Linked DNA regions of Rattus norvegicus: region 1 is linked to region 2. The links are chromatin contacts, called in public Hi-C maps. All regions are on one chromosome and are shown on one strand. Each heading gives the region's core, a stretch centred on a gene start, on an enhancer-like site or on the middle of the called end of the contact. The rest is flanking DNA. Distances are from core to core; before and after follow the strand shown. Region 1 holds the start of Smarca5 (SWI/SNF related, matrix associated, actin dependent regulator of chromatin, subfamily a, member 5). Region 2 holds the start of Usp38 (ubiquitin specific peptidase 38).

Region 1 (3,412 bases), core at 427-2,926, 270 kb after region 2:
ACCTTGAACGCTGGATCCTCCTGCCTACACTTCCCTAAATGCGGGGATTTTGGGCATGAATCACCGCATCAAGATTAAATGGTGCTAGGACTCAAAGCCAGGATTTCACGCACGCTCCCCCAAGCAGTCTACCTAAAGAGCTACAACCACAGTATGTTAAAGGAGATCGTTTTCAGATCTCAATTCTGGTTAAAGATTATTCGACTGGTTCGAACATTTAAACTTATATATGAATATTATCTATTCCAAGAAGTTTGAAATTAGGTCTGGAAAAGAGTTTTATTCAATATAGGTGGGGACGAAATAACGAGCGGGATTAAGATGACAAATATCTTTTGTGCATGGGAGTAGGTGTTTAGATTCTGTAGGATAGGACGAAAGACCTCAGTAGCTTCCATGACAGCCTGAGGCAGGATAAAGAAGCAACAAGAACAACGAACACTTTTCTCTTTGTAGCCCTGGCTGATCTGGAACTCGCTCTGTAGATCAGGCGGCCTTGAACTCAGAGATCTGCTTGCCTTTGCCTCCCCAGTGCTGGGATTAAAGGCGTGCATCACCACGCCTAGTAAACACTTCTGGAGACAAACGTGCATTTTTGTTTGATGTAAAAAACACGCTCTCATTTGTCTTCATCTGTTGCCATTCGTGTTCTCACAGGGCAGCGCGTCTTCTGGCCTAACCTGAAGTTCACAAACGCCGAGATAGACCGAACTCTCTAAGGGGAGCTGACCGATGCAGCGAACACAGAGTTTAATTCTGAGGAGATTTTTCTTCTCAGGCGTCCAACGTCACTTAACGTCACGCTAGTGAGCGAAGGCGGTAGGACGACGAAGGCCAGCCCAGGCCTCTGCTCCACGCCTAACAGTCGCCAGGCAGTCGCGCCGTTCCCAAGCGGGCCTCTCTAGCCGGCGGGAGACAGCGAGCGGAGCCGTTACGGGAGCGCCGAAGAGCCAGCTCGCGTCACACGAAGGAGCGAACGCGCAAACCTCCGCCGACGCGCCTCCTCGAGGCCCCGCCCACTCGCCTTCCACAACCCGCTGGCGGCCCGGAGGAGGCGGAGTCTAGGAGGAACAGGCGCATGCGCCCTCGCAACCCGGCCCTCGAAGGGGGAACTAGCGATCTCGCGAGGGTTGAGAGCGGGTGGCGTAGGTCGCTGTCTGGTTGGTTGGAGAAGATAATCTACTCCGGTAGAGGAGAAGGCGCCGGGAGACCTCTGAGTACCTTTCGCTTTCCTTTCCCTTTCCCTCGGCCCTCCGCCTCCTCACAGTCAGCCCGCCCTCCCTGACCTCCTTGACCCCGCTGGCCCCGCCCACCCTCGTCGACGTGATTCCCGCCGTGAGGTAAACGCCAGTGGAGCGGAGTCCCGCGGAAGAGGAGGACTAGGCGAGCGTCGCGGCTGGGCCGGCTCTGGTCGGTGGCGGAGCCCCTGCGCGTGAGAGCTTCCGGGCGGGTCTCGCTCCTCCGGCGGCCCGGACGCTAGAGCCGCGCAGGCCCAGGCCGCTTTCCTCGGCGCCGCGCCTGCCCGTGGCCGCGGCGGGTGACGCAGCCGGAACATGTCGTCCACGGCTGAGCCTCCGCCGCCCCCGCCTCCCGAGAGCGCGCCTTCCAAGCCCTCGGCGGCGGGCGCCGGCGGGAGCAGCAGCGGCAACAAAGGCGGCCCGGAGGGCGGCGCGGCGCCGGCGGCTCCGAGCGCCACAGGCGCGGGTCCCGCGGACACCGAGATGGAGGTGAGCGCGGCCGGGGCGTGGGGTAGGGAGATGGATGCTCTGCTGGCGCGTCTCCCGCACTTCACCTTTACGTTTTCCCCCTCGGTGTAGCTAGCCTAGCCAGATCGCGGATCGCTCTTACGAAACACATGTTCCTGATTACTGTGGCCGAAGGGACCCGTTTCCTCTATCGCTAGGCTCCCCCAGAACTCGCTCGGGTTCCTCCGATTTAGGTTTTAGTTTGCACTAAACTTTGAGGAGGGCGAGGGAAATGCCCCTCCGGAGTGGGATTCCCGGGGCGAGGGCGACGTTTCCCAGCGTCGCAGCTGAGGACTTGCGCCTCCAGTGCCTCATCCCGTGCTGGCGGGGGCGGCATCAGTCTGTTCTGGGCAGAAACAATGGCGAGAACTGGAGGGCCGAATGCGCAGTGGGGATAAGCGGGGCGCAGCTGCTTCTGTGCAGCGAGGGGAGGCCCCTCCTGGGCCCTGCTCCACTGGGAGGAGAGCGAGCATGACAGCCGCAGCACCTGTCTTGGTTCCCCATCCAATTAGGGGTGTATGCGTGGAAAACTGAATGAATGGGAGCATCGGGGGAGGGTGATGGGCTCCTAGCCCAGTACGTTGCTTCCTTTTGAAGCCATTTGGAGGAATCGCTGTTGAACCACCTTCTCAGGGCTCTAGTGGGCCAGATGATGGTGACAATACTGGAGGAAGCAGGGAAAGGGTGGAAAATGGGGGAGCTGCCAGGCAGGTCTCTTGGATATGCTCCCAGGCTTTGAGTTGCCTGGAAACCAAGTTATTGCTCCCAATTTTTATTCTTGGCCTTGGTCTTGTTTTGAGGTGTTATTATTATTTGAGGTTCCAGTCTGAAGATTCCTGGGAATTTAATCCTCAGATTGGAAGTAATACAATAAAAATGAACCTTAGCATAGAATTTACACTCTAAGGAGATGATGGTGCAGTGTGCTTACTTTTATTGGGCAGCTTGGGTGAAATATTGTTAATCTTCGAAACAACTTTTCCTGGGGAAGGTAGGTGCTGGTGTAGTGCACCAATTTGAAGTGAATGCAATTTCAGTTTAAAAATGTATTTGATGCTCCCCCTATGGTTTTAAATGGTTTTTAGAGTTTCTAGGGTTGTTTAACTTGGATTCTTATATTTCTGTTCCATGAAATAAAGGAATCTGGTGGCTCAGGCCTTTTAATCCCAGAACTTGAGGCAGAGGCAGAGGTATCTCGTGAGTTTGAGGCCAGCCTTGTGTACAGAGCTAATTCCAGGACAGCCAGGGCTACACAGAGAAATCCTGTCTCAAAAAACCAAAACAATAAGAATAAACAAGTAGGAACTATGACATAAACAGAAAAGGAGTGAAGAATAAGATTGAGAAAAAATAGAAACTATTGGTATTTCTATACTGAGAAGACCCAGTTTACTCGTCTGGTTAATGGAAATACCACTTATTTGGGCTTTTCACATTTATGTTCATATTTACATTTTAATTGAAAAACAGCAACTCAAGAATTAAAGAATTTCATTGGGGTTTAAATTCTCCTGGTTATTTTATTCCCTCTTAAGACAGTTACCTTCAGACTGCTTTTCATTGTCTTAACTGAATTTAGAATCAGAACTAGGTTTGAGTTGAGTATGTCTAATGTATTTGAGGACCTTAGGTATGTTTTACAGTTGGAAAAAAAGACTGAATTATAG
Region 2 (3,174 bases), core at 529-3,028:
GAAGGCAGAAGGAATCAGTAAGTCATGGTATATTCAAATAAGCCTTTCCGGGAGCAGCAAAGACAAAAGCAACATAAGCACAATCCTGGTTCTTCTGGAAATATTACTGTTACTTGTTTTCAAATGTAGCAGGATAGCCAAGCCAATATTCCTTGTAGCTTTATGTTCTACCTACCTGAAAAGGGATTGGGGGGGTGGGGGTAGGGGCTGAAAGCCATTCCTAGGTCTAGATTCAAACTCTTTACTCTCTTCCTACAAATCAGTCTCCAATTTCTCTTCACCCAGCTCCTATCTCCTCTCCACTGCTACTTTTAATACTATGAAAATGGGTATGTTAAAAATATTGACGTAATCATGTCTGTGGCAAGAAAAACCTTTTTTCCCCCTATTGGACACTTATAAGGTATACAATGATAACTAGCAATGTTTCACAATGATTTCACAACTATATTAAACAAGACTGAAGGAAAATATAATTAGGCAACATTTTCCAAAATAATAGTCTATGATTAAGGTTTGTGTTTCAGTACTAAGGGTACCAAGGGCCGGGCCTTGTCAGGTACTTTTAAGACTAGGTCACTTACAAAGACCTGGAGTTTAAAATCCATCTGAATCCTTGGGACTTAACTTGAAAGGGTACACGTGTGATGACCCCCATTTGTCCTTCCCTGCTCTAAAAGATCTTTAATATAAGCTTTATGGTATCTTCAAAAGTTTTCTTTTCAAAGTTCTCTTTTATACAAGCACACACACATGCCTTCAGTCTCAGGTTTGCGCTCCGGCCTACTTGAGGCACAGCTTATACACTGAACACTGACTAAAAAGGCTCACTATTTTTACAACCTTGTTTCAAATCATCACTAAACGCATGAGCTACCAGCACTCCTTACATTAGCAATCGTCTCATAGGAAAAACACAGCCACTTAAGGCAGTATGTCTTCTAAAAAATTTCCCCCAAAGCATGTTTTTTTCTTATACTTTTCTCACTTCCTCAAGCAGTGCTCCCGAGTTTGCAGAACTTTCTCAGACTCAAGATTTTAAACAATTAATATAGCACTTCCTCGAATTTTCTTCATAAGGAACGTGATCCAGACTACGACAGAGTAAAAGGGCTCCTCCATTTTGTCTCAGCAGGAGCCATCTTCGGCTTACTCTCAAACTAACACCATCATCCCCTGATGAAAGTGAAAAGTCCTGTACTCCAACCCTGTCCTAGAAACTCGGGGAAATGCCTCCCTAGCTGCAGGTTCGGGGCTTCTATTAAGCTACCTGCTTACTTTATTCCCCGTGCCAACAGCAAAGTAGGAAATAGTGTTTCCGTGTTCTTTGCCTTTTAAAGCTCCCTGTGAAATGCGTTATTCGGGCTGCCCTGTGAGAAGAGTTTCTCCTCAGGCAGTCGCTTAATATAGTCTCTCCATTCTGTCGTGCTGAGCGACCTCTGGGTCTCTAAGGAGCAACACCGACGGGATCCATGTGCGTCGAGTGACCAGACCCTCACAGTACAGACATGCCCTCCAGATTCCCAGAACAGCTCCTCCGGAAGTCCGCCAGTGACGTTCCTCATCGTCGCCAGTGACGCGAGAGTGGCCGCGTGACTCACTCAGTGCCTCTGCGCCTGCGCGCCAGGGAAGGGACCGCGGCCTGTCGGGGGGAGGAGCTAGATGGAGAAGAGGGGGAGGGGCGGGGCCCGCAGGAAATGTGTCGAATGTAGACGAGAAAGGACCGGAAGAAAGTGGGCGGGGCGAGGGCGGACCTATCTGCTGTGCCTCGGAACTTCACTTCCTATTTGCCGGTATTTCTGCTTCCGGGTTAAGGGTGTTCGGCGCTTCCAGCTCCTCTCCTTGGCAGATCGAGGTACTCTGGTTGACAGCGCCTCCTGACTCAACCGAGGGCGGCTTTTTACTGCCCACCCGCGGACGTCTGGACGCCTCACAACCCCGGGACGCGAAGGCGCTCCTCACCTTCCAGCTCAGCCTGGAGGCCTGGAGGGTCCCTGTGCCCGAATGCTGAGAGGGGTCGCGGGCCCAGCGAGGCAGCCGTGTGCGGACCTCCGGCTCCTTAGGCGGACCGCGGGGACTGACAGCCTTTCGGCGCCCCAGAATCGCCCGCTCCCGTCCCAGCTCGGATGGGCCTTCCCACTCGATAAATGTGGCTGCTGAGGCAGCGGTGGCGGTGGCCAGACCTGCTGCTGCTTGGCTTCAAGTTCACCCCCACCGCGGCTCCTTGGTGTCCCCCCGGGCTGCCGCCGCCAGCTCCTTATCCCCTGGGCCTGGCCTTGCAGAGTGGCGACGATGGACAAGATTCTGGAGGGTCTGGTGAGTTCCTCGCACCCGCTGCCCCTCAAGCGGATGATTGTGCGGAAGGTGGTGGAATCCGCGGAGCATTGGCTCGACGAGGCGCAGTGCGAGGCCATGTTTGACCTGACGACCCGCCTCATCCTGGAGGGCCAGGACCCCTTCCAGCGACAAGTGGGCCACCAGGTGCTGGAGGCCTACGCGCGGTACCACCGGCCGGAGTTCGAGTCCTTCTTCAACAAGACTTTCGTGTTGGGCCTCCTTCAGCAGGGCTACCACTCACTGGACAGGAAGGACGTAGCCATCCTGGACTACATTCACAACGGCCTGAAGCTGATTATGAGCTGCCCGTCGGTGCTGGACCTCTTCAGCCTGTTACAGGTGGAGGTCTTACGAATGGTTTGCGAGAGGCCGGAGCCACTACTCTGTGCCAGGCTGAGCGACCTCCTGACGGATTTCGTGCAGTGCGTCCCCAAAGGGAAACTGTCCATTACCTTCTGTCAACAGCTGGTTCGGACGATAGGTCACTTCCAGTGTGTGTCCACCCAGGAGAAGGAGCTCCGGGAGTATGTCTCCCAGGTAACAAAAGTGAGTAACTTACTACAGAATATTTGGAAGGCTGAGCCCTCCACGCTGCTACCTTCTCTGCAAGAAGTTTTTGCAAGCATCTCTTCCACAGGTAAGGGTCATTATTTCAGGGAAGTATGTCTTGGAAATTCAACATGTGTGTCTCATAAACACAGTGCACTTCCCGGAAACATTCTCATGGGGGCGGCAGGCATATTGTATTGAAGTAAATCCTCCAGTAAGAGACATTCTTGATGGATAGCAAATCTAAATAATTCTCATCCAAAATTTTACTCCACTTCACTGCCTTGT

What was found. A called contact is a pair of places that touch in the nucleus more often than the background predicts.
Region 1: a contact with region 2 is called in a Hi-C map of liver, with 4 times the contacts expected there. The contact joins the promoter of Smarca5 here to the promoter of Usp38 in region 2. A contact is called at or near these places in 1 of 12 Hi-C or Micro-C datasets (liver) and 1 of 1 datasets of contacts at active chromatin or transcription factors (oligodendrocytes).

The regions. Positions count from the first base shown.
Region 1 is chr19:44,174,619-44,178,030 of GRCr8, forward strand. It overlaps Smarca5 (SWI/SNF related, matrix associated, actin dependent regulator of chromatin, subfamily a, member 5), which reads left to right and starts at 1,677. Exons shown (of 24, transcript NM_001107419.1): 1 at 1,677-1,727. The coding sequence starts at 1,722.
Region 2 is chr19:43,908,696-43,911,869 of GRCr8, forward strand. Usp38 (ubiquitin specific peptidase 38) reads left to right here and starts at 1,779. Exons shown (of 10, transcript NM_001107418.2): 1 at 1,779-2,974. The coding sequence starts at 2,293.